Linked DNA regions of Mus musculus: region 2 is linked to region 1. Evidence: chromatin contacts called from public Hi-C data. All regions are on one chromosome and are shown on one strand. Each heading gives the region's core, a stretch centred on a gene start, on an enhancer-like site or on the middle of the called end of the contact. The rest is flanking DNA. Distances are from core to core; before and after follow the strand shown. Region 1 overlaps Gm13986 (predicted gene 13986). Region 2 overlaps Gm13986 (predicted gene 13986).

Evidence for each region. Hi-C and Micro-C count contacts between places; a contact is called where the count stands out from the background.
Region 2: a Hi-C map of the N1E-115 cell line shows a contact between it and region 1, with 1.8 times the contacts expected there. The contact joins two enhancer-like sites. A contact is called at or near these places in 2 of 15 datasets of contacts at CTCF or cohesin (both in the NIH/3T3 cell line), 9 of 484 Hi-C or Micro-C datasets (the 3T3-L1 cell line, CD4 T cells, CD8 T cells and 6 more) and 4 of 115 datasets of contacts at active chromatin or transcription factors (embryonic fibroblasts, embryonic stem cells, microglia and 1 more).

What each region holds. Positions count from the first base shown.
Region 1 is chr2:118,035,613-118,043,239 of GRCm38.p6, forward strand. It overlaps Gm13986 (predicted gene 13986), which reads right to left. Exons shown (of 10, transcript NR_126479.1): 5 at 933-1,813. Among named protein-coding and RNA genes, the nearest start is that of Gm25308, 39 kb to the right of the region's middle. Within about 2 kb of position 4,014, at least 52 of the 459 cell types and tissues checked have an H3K27ac peak or open chromatin away from gene starts, as enhancers often do. A contact at or near this core is called in the N1E-115 cell line, where this site is marked.
Region 2 is chr2:117,967,275-117,974,901 of GRCm38.p6, forward strand. All of the region lies in intron 8 of Gm13986 (predicted gene 13986), which reads right to left. Among named protein-coding and RNA genes, the nearest start is that of Gm25308, 110 kb to the right of the region's middle. Within about 2 kb of position 3,052, at least 12 of the 459 cell types and tissues checked have an H3K27ac peak or open chromatin away from gene starts, as enhancers often do. A contact at or near this core is called in the N1E-115 cell line, where this site is marked.

The DNA.
Region 1 (7,627 bases), core at 2,764-5,263:
TTGCTAACCTAGGGAGATTTCTTTTAGTCTCCATTGTACATGGCCTATTAGATAAATCAGAGTATATGGACCCAGATATAAGCAATTCTTTATAACTTTTTGGGGGATTAGAACAGATCTCCAAATTTGTGAACCAGACCCGGAAGCCCGTGCGTTCCTCTGATACTTGTCTCATGGACAGTCTGCCTCCTGCAGATATCTTTTCCCTTGTTTGTATAGTCTAGAGTCCAGGATGCCCCAAGATCTAGATAATCTGGTTTCCCACTGAGCCATGTACTTTGATTTGATCCTAAACAATCTACAGGGGACGAGAGATCCTAGGTGGTGATGGAATAGATACTTGAAGCTCAAGGCTTTAGCAGCCATATTCAGCATCTTGTCCTTCCACAAAGTTACTTCACTACTATCTGTATTCCAGCTTCAGGCATACATACAATATCTTTATAAAGGATGGAAATAATCAATCTATTACTAAGAGAGTCCTATCCAAGGACATATAGCCAGTGCCGGGCTATTAAAGAAAGGTGCTCTAAGAAGACAAATCTTGTCTCTGCTGAGCTTTGAAATTACATGAAAGCACTGAATGTTAGTCAGACCTCTTTGCCTTAATCATCAGAAAATAACTTTCAAAGTGTTTCTCAAACATGGAAGATGAAACTCCAACTTGCATAGTGTTGGCAGTGTCTGTGGCTGCTCCGCACAGCGGGGGTGGGGGGAGGTGGGTGCTGGATGGAGGAGACTCGAGCTCTAGTCTCAGTTCACTTTGTCCTTAGGTCACAGATGCTCCCTAGCAGTTTATTACCCATTCAAGATAAGCAAGGTGGCCCTAGAAGCTCCTTTCTGGCCATGTACAGGACATCATCTATTTATCCAAAGCAGCTTCCCTTACACAGGACTCCAAGACAGACAGACACCCAGCTCCTGGGACTTACAGTTAAGTCATGAAAGTCATTTCTAGCAGATAGCTCCAACCACAGCAGAAATTCCCAGGTCAGAAAATCCTCCTGTGTTATGTTACACTTTGAGCCCACTTTGTGTCTGTGAGAAACAAAAACCCAATGGGAAAAGTCTTTTAAACAACAAGTCTTGACTTTTTAAAGTTAAGACTTTCAAAGACCAGCAAAAGATGCTGAAAAGATGTCACCTTTTATTTTGGTCAAATTATTATCTCTGCTCTGACATCATAGTTTTCTGTACTTAAAGTCTGTGTATTATAAATAACTGCATAAATATGTACACAATTAAAATGGAACTCAGATATAAGATTCAACAGTGGATTTTGTTTTTTGGAAAAGATATAATCCTATTGTATCAAATTTATAAGCTATTTAAATCTTGTGCCTCTTCCCACAAAGGATATTTTTAATAGAATCATATTAACTTTATACACTTTCTTTATAAGTTTTGCCTTAAAACATTGTGCCTTGTTTTATTAAATTGTTTTATTAGAATCCAATTCTGGCTTTTATAACAACATTTTATTCTAAACAGACATTTACTTTTAAAAAAATCTTTATAATGCCTGTATTTGCTATATCACTGCTTATCTGTTTATTGAATTTATTGAATACACAACTCTAAACATTAAAAAAATCCTCATGTTTTAAAAAATAATAATCTAAATAGTAACATAAAGCTGCAGGAGGTAATGAGGTGAAAAGCTGATGACAGGAAAACCGGATGCATCCAACGGCTCAAGCCACCAGCTTCTGTGGGTCCCCCATCTCGTCTCACAGTGGAAGAGGCATCCATCTTATGAGGCTGCTTCCTGGAGCATGGATCTCAAGATCCTTTCTTCTTCAAGCCTCTCTGTCTTAAAAAAAACAAAATGAAAGCAAAGCTTTCCCAGTCAGCCCTGTCCCACGTGCTTTTCTAGTTCGTGCCCCGCGTCTTCACCCCCACACATTTGTCCATCTGTTCACCTCCCATATCCTCCACGGCGCACTTATCTCTGCCATTCATCAGCACTAATCCATTTAAACCGTTCTTGCAAAGATAAACAGCAATTCCTCATGTAAACCCCACAAGAAACTCTCAGTCTCCATCTCGGATGACCTACACCTCGTGTTGAAACCCTGACTTCTCCATCTTTACTTCATCTCCCCATCATCCTCCTCTCCATCTGTTTTCCTTCCCTCTCCCTTTGTAATTTCTCACCCCTTCACCAGCTTTAATACAGTGGCTCTCCAGAAGTGTCTCTCCACTTCTCAATCAAACCCTTTTGGTAGATGAACCCCCCTGAATTAAATGACAGTCTAGCGCTGATAACTTCACAACTTAGAAAACAAATTTTCCAGAGCTTCAGGTCTGGATATCCAACTATGTATACAACATCGCCAGTAGATAGATAGACGCCTCAGGTTTCAACATGGAGTGCCTTTTTCCTCCAGCCTGACCCTCTTTGATATTCTTCTGCCTCAGTAAATATGACTGTCTTCTCATGTCAGAAAAACAAGCATCATCCTGTCTTCCATCTTTTTTTCTTCTTTCTGTTACAGAATACCAAGGTCCAGTTACTCTATCTCAAACAACATTTTCAGTGTATCAATGCTTCTGCCAACATTGACTCTCTGTCCTCTCTTTCACAGCACATTCTTATCCCCTCAGCTTCCAGACATACGCCCCTCCAGCCCATTCCTCCATTACCATCGGCTGGCTGATGTTTCTGAAGTAAAGTGTGGACCTTTCCGTACATACAAACTTGGAAACCTTCATGTCTTTCCCACTTGGTGCTGCAATAGAGAGGTTCAAAAATCTACTGACTAAAGAATTTAAGAGGCAAATTTACAAGTTTGTCTCAAGCAGCCTTTTGTTTTGTTTCATTACGTTGATTTGTTTGTATTTTATAATTATTAGACACTAACTCTTTGACTAAGTGTATTAGAAAGCTAATGGCCAATATCATGTCAGGGAGACTTTGTGGAGGAAAGGATCGTGGCTTATTTCACTGTGCCAAAGAAAGTCAGTCATAAACCCTGTTGGGAACAACACAGATGCTGCCGTGATAGGATAATTCTCCAAGACTGAGGAAAAAAACCCTCTCATACGTCAAAAGCTAGAACACTGACCAACTCCTAGCGTCAGACCTCAGCCATCAGTGAAAGTTAGAAGCGAGGACTTCAGATTATACCTGCTCACCCCTGATGCCTGCAAAGAGAAAGCCTCAGGTTGCTCTCTACAGCTATCAGGAGAACCCAGCACAGACATTCCCAGACAGCTACAAACACAGAGGGCTGAGGCCTAACTCACAGACGTGTAATCTTGGCCTCAGAAGCAAGTTACTCATCAAAAGAAAAGTCTAGGTTTCCAAAGTCTATGTGCATATGTATGTGTACAGAAGTGGTGTGTCTGTGTGCATGTATGATTTGTGGAGGGCTAAAGTGATTGCTTATATGATTTACCTCACAATTTACATCACCAGCCTCATTTCTACAGTGTAAACATCACCACTGCTTGCTCAACCACGCCTTCTTTCACACAAAATGTACTGAGCCCAGACATTTATCTAGCACTTAGCTTACATTGGATCTAATCTCTCCATTAGCTCAGCAACTATTTTCTACACCTGACAGAAGATTAAACTGAGGCCCTAAATAAAGCTCAAGTTCCTGCAACAGGAAAGAGGGCAGCCTGGAGTAGAACCTGGCCTACTCCAGTCCTGAAGACAGCCCTCTTTCCGTGCAACCTCCTTACGTCATAAATCATCACGTTTCTAGTTCTAGATAGTAAAAAGAAAGATGTGGAGGAGAAAGTTTCTGCTTTACGATAAACCACGCTGATAAAGATGATTCAGTGACTATTTTTGAGATGTCAGAGCTGAAAATGTACAGATTCCACAGCCCAAAGAACCTGCCAAGTCCCAATTGCACAACCAAAGCGGCGCAAGGAGCCAAGGAGGCCAACTGTGTGATGGAAAAAGCACAGATGTCATCTGGGAATGCTCAGAGGCCTGCCTTCAGATGGAAGAGAGACAGTCTTGCTTCCGCCGGAACCACGGCCTTATAAGGCCACACTAAGTTACTTCCTTGGCTGAATCAACCCAGTGCATACTGCCTGTTCGCTTAGATCACAGAGATCCTACGGCCTGAGCATCATGGAAAGAACGCCCCTGCTGGGCGGTGTGCTTAGTCCCCATCCTGAGCTGGCTCACAAACACCTACCTTGTAATAAAGCTGCTATGAGCCTTTCAGTGGGGACATGGGGGAGGCAAGACACTGGGGTCAAAGTGGAGATATTTAGGTCCTCCTGGGAAATTAGTCACACATCATATCCCTTCCTCTCCATTTACAGCCATTTATTTGGGAGCAAAGGAATTCTAAATGAATGAGAAGTCCCTTCCACGCCAACATGTGTTCTGAAGTTCACAGGAAGCCTTCTCCTCTGCCTTGGGGCATGCAGATGAGGCCTGCTCGCAGCTGCGCCTCCAGTGAGCTAATCAGACAGTACATGCCCACAATGGAGAGGGCTCCAGGGAACAGAACCAGCCATTTCTTTGCCTTGCTTCATCAGGCCTCCTGTCATTACACCAAAACTCTAGGAGGATAAAAGGGACTTAGATACCTCCAAGAAGACTGACCCGAGAATATGCATTAAACCGTGGTTAAGAATCTAGGGAAAAGGTCCTGCAAGGTTAAACACACTTCAGAAAAGGAACGTTCACACTCTTGCCAAGTTACTTCCCTTACAAATATTGATTACTCTCTGCAGATTATGCAGATATTTGTCTCAGCTGTTGTTATTTCAATGGCTTTCATTCTCAGCTACAAGAGTAATAGAGCTGTCACAAGGAGCCGATTCCAAACTTCCCCCTGAGGTAAGTCACCGGTGGGTGTTAAGATCCTCAGGAGGGGCGTGCCAAGTTCCACAAGAATCCCAGTGATTCTGAGATGATGGAGAATGCAAACTCTTTGTGGAAACTCACTAAAGGACTTCTCTTCAGTGATCCCTTGTTGGTCTCCCACCATTCTATTAACCCAAACCACAGTGTTTCTGGCTTTATCTTAGAAATCTTCACTCAGTCTTTGATCTCAGTTAAGGTCAGGATCTCTTGTGACAGGAAGGGATGATACAGATGGTGCAGTTCAAATTTCTACCTTGCAGGGCAGGGTCTCTCTCTGGTCAAGTTTCCCCTGTGCACATCCTACTATGGTAGACATTCATGGACACCAATAATTATTAGAAATAATAAGAATCAGGAGTTCAATTCTAACAGGTTTTGATACAATAGTACTAGATTATCTTGGTATTTTTTTTTCACTATGACTTTTTATTTCGACAAAATGAAAGGGGATGAGGCTGTCCATGTGTTGGGTGTCCCTTGTATTTCAGGAATGAGAGTCAGAGATCAACCTGCAGGAATCAGTTCTCACAATCTGCCATGTGGACCTTGAGACTCACACTTGGGTCATCGAGTTTGGTGGCAAGCATCATTACCCACTGAGACACCTCATCATTCTCCTTCACTAGAATTTCTATCAGGCAAGCTCCTCACCTGCCATTGACACCGACTGACAGGTAGATCTTCCTGGCTTACACTTCCAAGAAAACAATGTGTCTTCCAGCAGGAACAATTGAAAGTATTTAACAAGAGTCTCTAACAAGGAAGTTCACTGCATCTCACATCAATTTAACTCTGCTCATATAAATGGTTGTTCTTGGGGGGGGGGCTTTCCAAGCAAAACGGGGCTTTATTTTCTGTCTCTTTTTCCCCACTTTCAGGTATATTTCCTGGCTTGCTGAGAAATGTAAAAGTGAAAGCCGGAAGGAGAGGAACATCTAGGGAGTCATCGCTCAGAAAACCAGGACACCTGACTTCTGACCTCAGCCTTGAACTTAACTAGTTGTGAGACTCAAGGCTAATTGATGAATGATTCTGAACATTAATTATTTGCCTTCTAATTTGTAAAATAAGGCTCCACTCTAATGGGTGACCCTAGCAGCTAGAGACATAGAGATTGAAGTGGCCACCTCCTGTAGCCAGGCAGGACTTCCAGTTGAGGGAGGGGGACACCAATCCAACCATAAAACCTTTGACCCAAAATTTGTCCTGCCTACAAGATGTGCAGGGATAAAGATGGAGCAGAGACTGAGGGAATGGCCAACCAATAATTAGCCCAACTTAATATCTATCCCATGAAGAGGGCCAACTCTTGACACTATTAATGATACTCTGCTGTGCTTGCAAACAGAATCCTAGCATAACTGTCTTCTGAGAGGTTTCATCCAGCAGCTGATGGAAATAAATGCAGAGACCCACAACCAAACTTCGGGTGGAGCTCGGGGAGTCTTGTAGAAGAGTGTGGGCTAGAAGTGAGGGAGCCTGAGGGGGGCAGGGTCAAGGACACTACAAGAAGACCTACGGAGTCAACTAACCTGGGCTGATGGGGACTTACAAAGACTAAACCACCAACCAAAGAGCATGTATGAGCTGGACCTAGACCCCCTACACATTTGTAGCCAATGCACAACTTCATGTGGGTCTCCTAACAATTGGAACAAAGGTTGTATCTAACTCTGTTGCCTGCCCTTGGATCCTTTATCCTGGCTGGGATGTCTTGTCTTGTCTCAGTGGGATGGGATGTGCTTAATCCTGTTGGAACTTGATGTGCCAGGGAGGGTTGGTGTCTGTGGTGGGGCTTCCCCTTCTCTGAAGAGAAGGGGAAAAGGTAATGGGGGAAGGAGTTTTCAAGGGTGCAACTGGGAGGAGAGTAGGGAGAGGCTATGATTGGAATGTTAAATAAATAAATAAGGAAGAAAAGGGGAACTCTATACCATCAACTGAGTCTTCACAAGGAATAGGTGTTTGGCGTGTTTCCATAAGAATCATGCTATTCCTTCCATGTGGGTGGGTGTAGCAAGGTGCACATGGTGGAGCCACTGCAGCATTGCCTAGGAGGCATGGAGATGAGGAGGCCAGAATCTTCATTAAAGTAAGTGTCCCATAGCTCAGAGGCCACTCCTGCCAGACTAAACGGACAAAGTCCTTCTCTCCATTCTCAGAGAGGCCAAAGTCCTCTCGATTCTCAGTGAGGTTCAAAGCTGCTGGCACATGTGTGAGTTTATTCACACACCCTTTCCACTTCTACTTAAGTCTGAAATTCCCAAAGTTACTTTATAACTTCCAATCCTACAAGGCACAGCAGCAACTCAAATCTTAATTCTTTTATCAAATATTGGCAGACTGTACTTCTTAGAGAGGAAGTGTTTGGAAACAAACTGGTTTCCTTAATAAGGGAATCCAAGTACACTGTGTGACTCAGGGTGGACAAAGTTACTTTGTCTTAGAAAAGCCCGTTTCTTTGCTCTTCCCTGAGGGGTGGTTGACATCACAAAACAACCAGGTTAGAACTGCTTTTTAACCAGTGTTGAAATGTTTTCCTGAGTGAATTCATACTTAGATGACACTTGCTAAGAACTGGATAATGTCTCCGAGACAGAAAGCACCCCAGAGATAGTGGAGGTGAATTCCTTACTGCACAGTGGGAACAGGTAAGAAATGTTTAACTAGACAGTGACAGAAATAAGCAAATAAGTGTTATCAGTCTGTCTCTTGATCCAGTACATTTTACATACCATGTGTGTGGCTAAAAGTGTATGCAAGATGGGTAGTAAGTCTTTTGGGGCTAAC
Region 2 (7,627 bases), core at 1,802-4,301, 69 kb before region 1:
TGCTGAAGCAGGCATGTGGGAGGATATTTTGCTGAGAACAGACACATGGTGTTTTTTTCTGGAACCAGGCTGAAAAAAAGGGCATGTGATGTTTTGCTGGAGCAAACACTTGAGAGAACACATGATGTCTAGAAAAGTCATAAATATAACCCAACAGACAGTGCATGACACTGTGTGGTATTGGTTCACCTTGCCACTCTTTGCTGGTAATCATTTTTCATGACTTCATAGATAGATTAAAAATACTAGATAGATCAAAAACCTTCTGGTGGTGTTCTAGTGGCTACTTGATGCTACCCTAGACTCAGACCAATTGGCAGAGCTTCACAGTTTCTTTTGGATTGAATGGCCAATTGCTGGTTCGTGAATGGTGTTTGTAAGTGGATTGAGCTACTACTGCTAATTTAAGTGAAGTGAACTACTGATATCCTGAAAATGAAGATTAGATGTGCCCCAAAGAACTATTTCTATACAGGTCCATGTCCTCCTTTGCCCTATTAACTTTTCCTTTCCACTACCTCTGGCAGGTGCTGGGCTCAAAGGCAGCTTAAAGCATTTAAGTACACTAACTAAAGTAGAATTTGAAAAATACAAGCCTACAGAAAGATGAACCGGTGCAGCTGAAGGCAAGCCTGAGGGATCCAAGTTCACTGTCAAGACAAATGAAGAGGTAGGAAAATGACTCAGTGGGTAAAGGTACATGCTGCCAATCTGACAACCTGAGTTCAACCCCCAGAGCCCACATGGTAGAAGGACAGACTCCCTCAACTTTTTTTTGAACTATACCTTGAAATACATGCCTCTTCTATCCACACTTCTCAGACTAAGTAAATATAAAATCAAGACAAATGATGTCTAAATGCCATTGAAAATCAACCTATATTCTAATATGATAATTTGATCTTGACCTGCACTGTTCATTGGAATAGATAAATAGAAAGATGGTGTGTGTGTGTGTGTGTGTGTGTGTGTGTGTGTGTGTGTGTGGAGAGAGAGAGAGAAAGAGAGAGAGAGAGAGAGAATAGTTTCTTAAGACAGTGCTTCTTTATGTAACCCAGGTTAGCCTTGAACCTTGATCACCACTAAAGGTTAATAGAGTAGAATTGAGAAATTCTCAGATATATGATAAAAAATTATTGTCATGGTGCTTTACAGTTTATAAAGCTATAACAAACGCTTGGTCCTCAAAGTCAACATAGAGGAGACACCCCAGATGTAATGGAACCCAAAGCACCATTTGAAATCAGGGGAAAAAGCCAGTTTAGGCATAACGGAATTGATAATTCATACATTCATGGGTTTACAAACCTGAGAATATAACAAAAGATGATCAAAGATTCAAAGGAGGCACCAATACATTTATATACAAAGAGCTCACTCATTAGCTGTTTGAAAGCTCTACCATGTTTACTCATGCATCTGTTAGAGATTGACACTGGACTGTATGACAGGGATGAAAGTTACAGTTAGAGAATCTCAGAGCTTAAGACAAAGGATCCCCTACTTCTTCCTCTACTGGAAGCTCAGGTACTCAAGTCCTTAAATGAATGAATAGCACAGATAAGTGAAATTCCCACATTACCCCAAACCAGTTACCAAACATGAGGATGTGGGTGTCATTCATTACCACAGAAGACTCTGGGGCCAGGGTGACATTGGGTATGCTAGTCATTATGTGGTTAAAATGGGGAAAGAAACTAACAGTTGCATGGTTCCTGGAGTAAGCACCGCTACTACATTTAGTGTCCATGAGAATTTTGAAATTATACTAATTACAATAATACAATTCTCCTCTCCTCTTGGGTGAGTAAATTGGATTCTTAGCACTTTATAATAATATGTCTGAGGTTCTAGAGATTCATGTGGTCTGACTGAGAAATGTCTTTTTGGTCTGCCTACTGTTTGGTATTTCTGATAGACTACAAGAAGGTAAGAAAGACTGCTGCACCACCATAAGCAACCACATGACCACAGGCACAAAGTGTCTGTGACCTTCAGAGTTTCCTGTGACATCCTGACCATCTGTGTGAAGAGCTGCATGTTATGTGAGCATGAGCTTTGCTGCTTAATTCATCTCACTATCAGTGACAGCCAGCACACAGATAAAATAAGGGCACCCTACCTGGAGAGCATGGGATGCTCATAGGGACATGTCCCTGCCAGAAAGAAGTATGTCCCTGGTGTGAGGAATCCTGGTTCACTGAGTCACCCTGGCATTGCTGAACAGGCAATTGCATTTCCAACAGCATGGAATGCTGAGTGAAGAAAGCAAATGAATAATAAATACATGAATGTGAGCAATCAGAAAGTTGATGAGTGCACAAACCTTCATTGCCTGCTATATAAGCCTAAACTCATAGAATCTGGTACCTCTAACTTCACAGACTGCTAAACCCTAAGGAAACACATGGCATTGCATACATCACCAATATCCACACCAAACTTAACAATACCCAGTTGGTACAGATAAGTGCCAAACCTTTAATGTCCTTGTCTTAATACAGATAAATTGTCCACAAAATGGGCAGCTTTGCCAGTGTCACATAATCTTTCCTGACATCTCCAGACAAATGGACATATAAATGTCAAAGCCCACTAAAGCTGCCATGAAGCCTCCAGCCATGACTGTCACCATAGCCTCACTTCTGTCATCCCCATAATTCTCTTTCACTCCCTTTCTGGACACTCCACCAGCAGCCAGATCATCTTCTTGAAATACAGATGTTATCTGTTGAGTTCCTGTCCCAAGCCTTCTATGTAATTAGAAGAGTTAAAACTCATGGCCACAGCCAACAACCCTTGTCAGGCTTGCCTTTTGTTTACCTAACAGTCTTGCTATGTTTTCTCACGCTGTGCTAAAATCTTAACCAAAAGCAACTTGGGAAGGGAAGGATCTGTTTGGCTTTCAGGTTATGGTCCATCATCTAGGGATGGAAGGGCAAGGACTCAAGGCAGAAACCTGGAGGCAGGGACTGAAGCAGAAACCATGGAGGAACACTGATTATGGGTTTGCTGTCCCTGGCTCTCCCAATTACCTTTCTTAAAACCCAGGATGGCCTTTCTAGACACAGTGCTGCCCATAATATGCTGGGCTCTCCCACATCAATTACAGTCAAGAAAATGCCTCCATATACATCCACACAGGCCAGCCTGATGTATGCAATTCCTCAATTCAGGTTCCCTCTTCCCAGGTGTGTCGAGTTGAAAAGCAAGTGTAGCCATCATCACAACAACTCATATCTGTGTGTCAGAGCTTTATCACCTAACTCAGCTTTGCCTTAATGATAATCAGTTTCTCCACCCCTAGCCTATCCCCTTAGATTTCAGTCACCTTATTCTTGCTTAAATACTTATAAGAAATTATCTTTATATGACTTAGCACCATGTGTGATAAATACATCCAATGGGATGTTTCAAATGTTTATTCAATATTGGTTGACTGAATGGATGAATGAGCCTGCTTCCCTTTCCATGCAAGGATATACGTTCTATAACTCTTAGGATCTAGAGAATCAAATTATCACCATGGACACAGAATGACTCACCGTGACCCATATTACTCACTTTCCCGCTGCCAGCTCATATCACTGCATCTTGTCTATGGGATTACTCTGTCGTACTATTCCCAGTCTAGGTTATAAGCAAAGAGTCCATCTTCTAGGCCCACTGAGGCTACAAGGAACATCAGTTGCTTACTTTGCACAAAATTGTCCCTTTGACATCTTAAAACTTTGAAACCTTAAAACTTCGCAAGCCTTTTAAAAAGTCTTACATTTGTGCCAGGGATGAAATGAGGGCTTCCTTGACCATTGACAGGGTGACCTGAGAGGAGAGAAGGAGTCATCAAAGGAGGAGGAAGCCAGATGCAGCAGTCAAGGGAATCTTGCAGCTCTGACTGACTACCTATCAGGTCACTTCTTTATTTATACAAGTTTCACAGAACAAAGGCAGACTATTGAATCCAAGTACAGATTATGTCATTTTGTCCCTGGATATGTGTTTGATTTTCACTATGTCTGGGGTTACAAATTCAGTAATTAGAAAGTACAGATAGAACAGATTTTATTTTCAGCCCAATAACTCCAATTAAGAATCTAAAGAATGTCTCTGCCAACGCAAACACATATATTATATGACAGCCTGCTTTAGGCTGGCAGTATTTGCTGTTTTAAAGCACTCTAGACAAATAGAAGATGTTATAAACAGTCTTTTAATGAATAGCAAGCACTCATACCTAACTCCTTTTAATATATCATTACATCATTTTGATGGCTATTCTTGATTGTCAACTTGGCTATATTTGGAATGAACTACAATCCAGAAACGGAGTGCACATCTGTGATCTGGATCTTGAGGCAGAAAGACAACATTGCCTTTGATCCAGATTTTGTGGCTGGAAAAGTCAGCTTTTGATCCAGATCTTAAGGGGGAATGTGAAGTGGGATGACACATACTTTTGATCTAGATTGGCACACACCTTGATCTTGAAAGAAAAGCTTAGGTCCAGGCATGGTAGTACAAACCCTTTATCTCAATACTTAGGAGACAGAGGAATGCAGGTCTCTGAGTTCTAGGCCAAAGAATCTGAAGAACAAATTCCAGGATAGCCAAGCATAGGCAATGAAGGGAACTATGGGAAATAGAAAGTTGATGAAGATGTAATTGAACCAAAGGGCCATGTTCTAATCCCCAAAAGCAGCAGAATTTAGCAGCTTTTTCCTCATGGCTCTGGATTTAGAGTCAAAAATAGAATAAGAGGGTTGTAGAAACTCCATTCTGCATTACATATGGCTACAAGACTATGAGGGACAAGGAATGGAATGTGGTGATTTGAATAGGTTTGGACCCCTTAGGGTAATGTATTTGAGTACTTGGCATATAGAAAGTGGCACTATTAAGAGGTGTGGCCTTCTTGGAGGAAGTGTTTCACTGTCAGGGTAGGTTTTGGAATTATATATACCTCGAGCTTGGCCTAGTGTGGAATTCAATCCCCTTCTGCTGCCTGCAGATTAAGGTATAGAACGTTCATCTCCTTTGCCAGCCCCATTTCTACTTGCATGCTGCCATGCTTCCTGCAATGATGATAATGGAGCAAGCCTCTGGAACCATAAGCCAGCCCCAAATAAATGTTTGCCCATTCTTAGGCAAACTGTGTGAAAAAGCTGTGCTGACTTCATGACTTTCCCTCTTTCCAGTGGATATGGCTGGGCCACATTTGTCATAAAGTATAGGGTGTAATTTAAAATATCACAGCTCATGGTTCACATAGTAGCATTTATTCACCAAAGTGCATTTCATTTCTTGGCTAAGAAAGCATGCTAGTGAGAATTGAACTTCACTCTTTCAAATTAAAGTCAAGCTCAAAAGACAAAACAAAGAGCACTGTGTGGTTTATCTAAGAGAGATGTGGAAGAGAAGCAGAAAGGTTGTAAGAGCCAGTGGGGAAGGATGGTACCAAGGAAACAGAATCTTCCAGACACAGCTGGACTGATGCACATATGGACTCATGTAAATTTACTGTGACAGTATGCACAGGGCCTGCACATGTCTAAAACAGATGGGGTTCCAGAGTTGATGTGGGAATGTGGACAAGAGCTCCTATTCTTTACCAAGAAGCTATCATTAACTGACAACTGCTTACAAAGGAAAACATCTCTCTCCAATGAAGTCTCATCGGATACATTAACCATGCTTAAAGGCGGCCTCATGCTCAGCAGGTGGTGTCCAACATAAAACAAACTCAATGATAATTTCAAAGATTTTTTTCTCATCTTGCTTTATTTGGGCATTTTTCATCTTACTAGTCTTTTGCTTCTAATTTTGTGGGTTTTTTTGCTTTTTTCTCTGTGTGTGTTTCTCATGATTTGTCTCTGATTGTTTTTAAATTCTGGTTTGTTTGTTTGTTTGTTTGTTTGCCTGATTTTTTAAATAAAAGAAAAATAGCATGGAGCTGGGTGGATAGGAAAATGGGGAGGTTCTGGGGGGGAGATAAGTGTGATCACAATATATTGTAAGAAAAGATTATTTTCAATAAAACACACAGTAAATAAGCATATGTAATAATAACAAATGTGTTGTCACATACTTGCTTGTTATCTACATGCCCTGAAATTGTTCAACTTAGCTGGAAAGGAGAGATGCTGTGATTAAATGTAACACCTGACAGTGCTAGAGACCTGAGGTTTGTACTCTGCCCTTCTCTTTTTAGAGAGAGGGTCAGATTTTATGAAAAGAGGAGCAAAGGTTATGCTCTGGAAATAGAATTGTTACATTCAACTTAGAGAAGAGGAAGAGGAGGAGGAGGAGGAGGGTGGGGAGGAGGAGAGGAAGGAGAAGAAGGAGGGGGAGGGGAGGAGGAGGAGGAGGAGAGGAGAAGGAGAAGAGGAGAAGGAGAAGGAGATGGAGACGGGAAGGAAAGAAGAAGAAGAAGAAGAAGAAGAAGAAGAAGAAGAAGAAGAAGAAGAAGAAGAAGAAGAAGAAGAGGAGGAGGAGGAGGAGGAGGAGGAGGAGGAGGAGGAGGAGGAGGAGGAGGAAGAGGAAGAGGAAGAGGAAGAGGAAGAGGAAGAGGAAGAGGAAGAGGAAGAGGAAGGAAGAAGAAGAAGAAGAAGAAGAAGAAGAAGAAGAAGAAGAAGAAGAAGAAGAAGGAAGAAGAAGAAGAAGAAGAAGAAGAAGAAGAAGAAGAAGAAGAAGAAGAAGAAGAAGAAGGAAGAAGAAGAAACTGTTCCCAGAAAAAGAATCCATAAAGGAAACTGTTTAAATACTACAGGAAGGAAGACAAAGCCTGCACATGCCTACATGCCCTGCACAGGCAAGCCAGACAGTCAGTGACACCCAGCTCCCATGTTAAGCCTTTTCTGCTCCAGCCCTCACACCACTGGGGAACTCAGTCTCCCTGGTCTTCCCATCACAGAAGCCATTCCTGTATCCCAGAGCTGTACAGGTATGACCAAGACCCCTTGTTCATTTTCAAAGGCTCACCTGGTGGTGACCACATTAGATGTCAGATCCATCAAAATGGCATTGCAGTAGCTCAGTGTTAGGATGAAATAGCTTCAGTTTCTTCTCTCTCTCCCTGACAGCACTCCCCAACCCTGCTATTTCTCCTCAACACGCTTTACACACACACACACACACACACACACACACACACACACACACACACACACACACACACAGAGAGAGAGAGAGAGAGAGAGAGAGAGAGAGAGACATGCACACACAACCATGAACACATAAACATGTGCACACGCACACACACACATCTGAGAACTGGAGAAGTTGCTCTATTTCCCCATTGAATAATTCATTCAACTGTGGTTTGGAATATGCCAAAGCAAGTTCTAACCAAATACTTTATCTCTGGGTTTGTCTTCCACATAATGTATGAGTCACATTTGGAATCAAACAACTTAAATTTTCTGTCTGTAGATCATTCTCTCCTACAGGTTCTCACATCAGGAAGTCTCTTTGTCCAAGTCTACCTAAGTCTCTTTGCTGGGCCTCAACAGCCATGAGTTCTTTGAAGGTTACTCTGTAGCTGTTGTGTGCATAAAGAAAGAGGGAAAAAGCAAGGCTCGGGGGTGAGAACTAATGTCATCATTCCAGTGGCTATTAGTAGATCAGATAA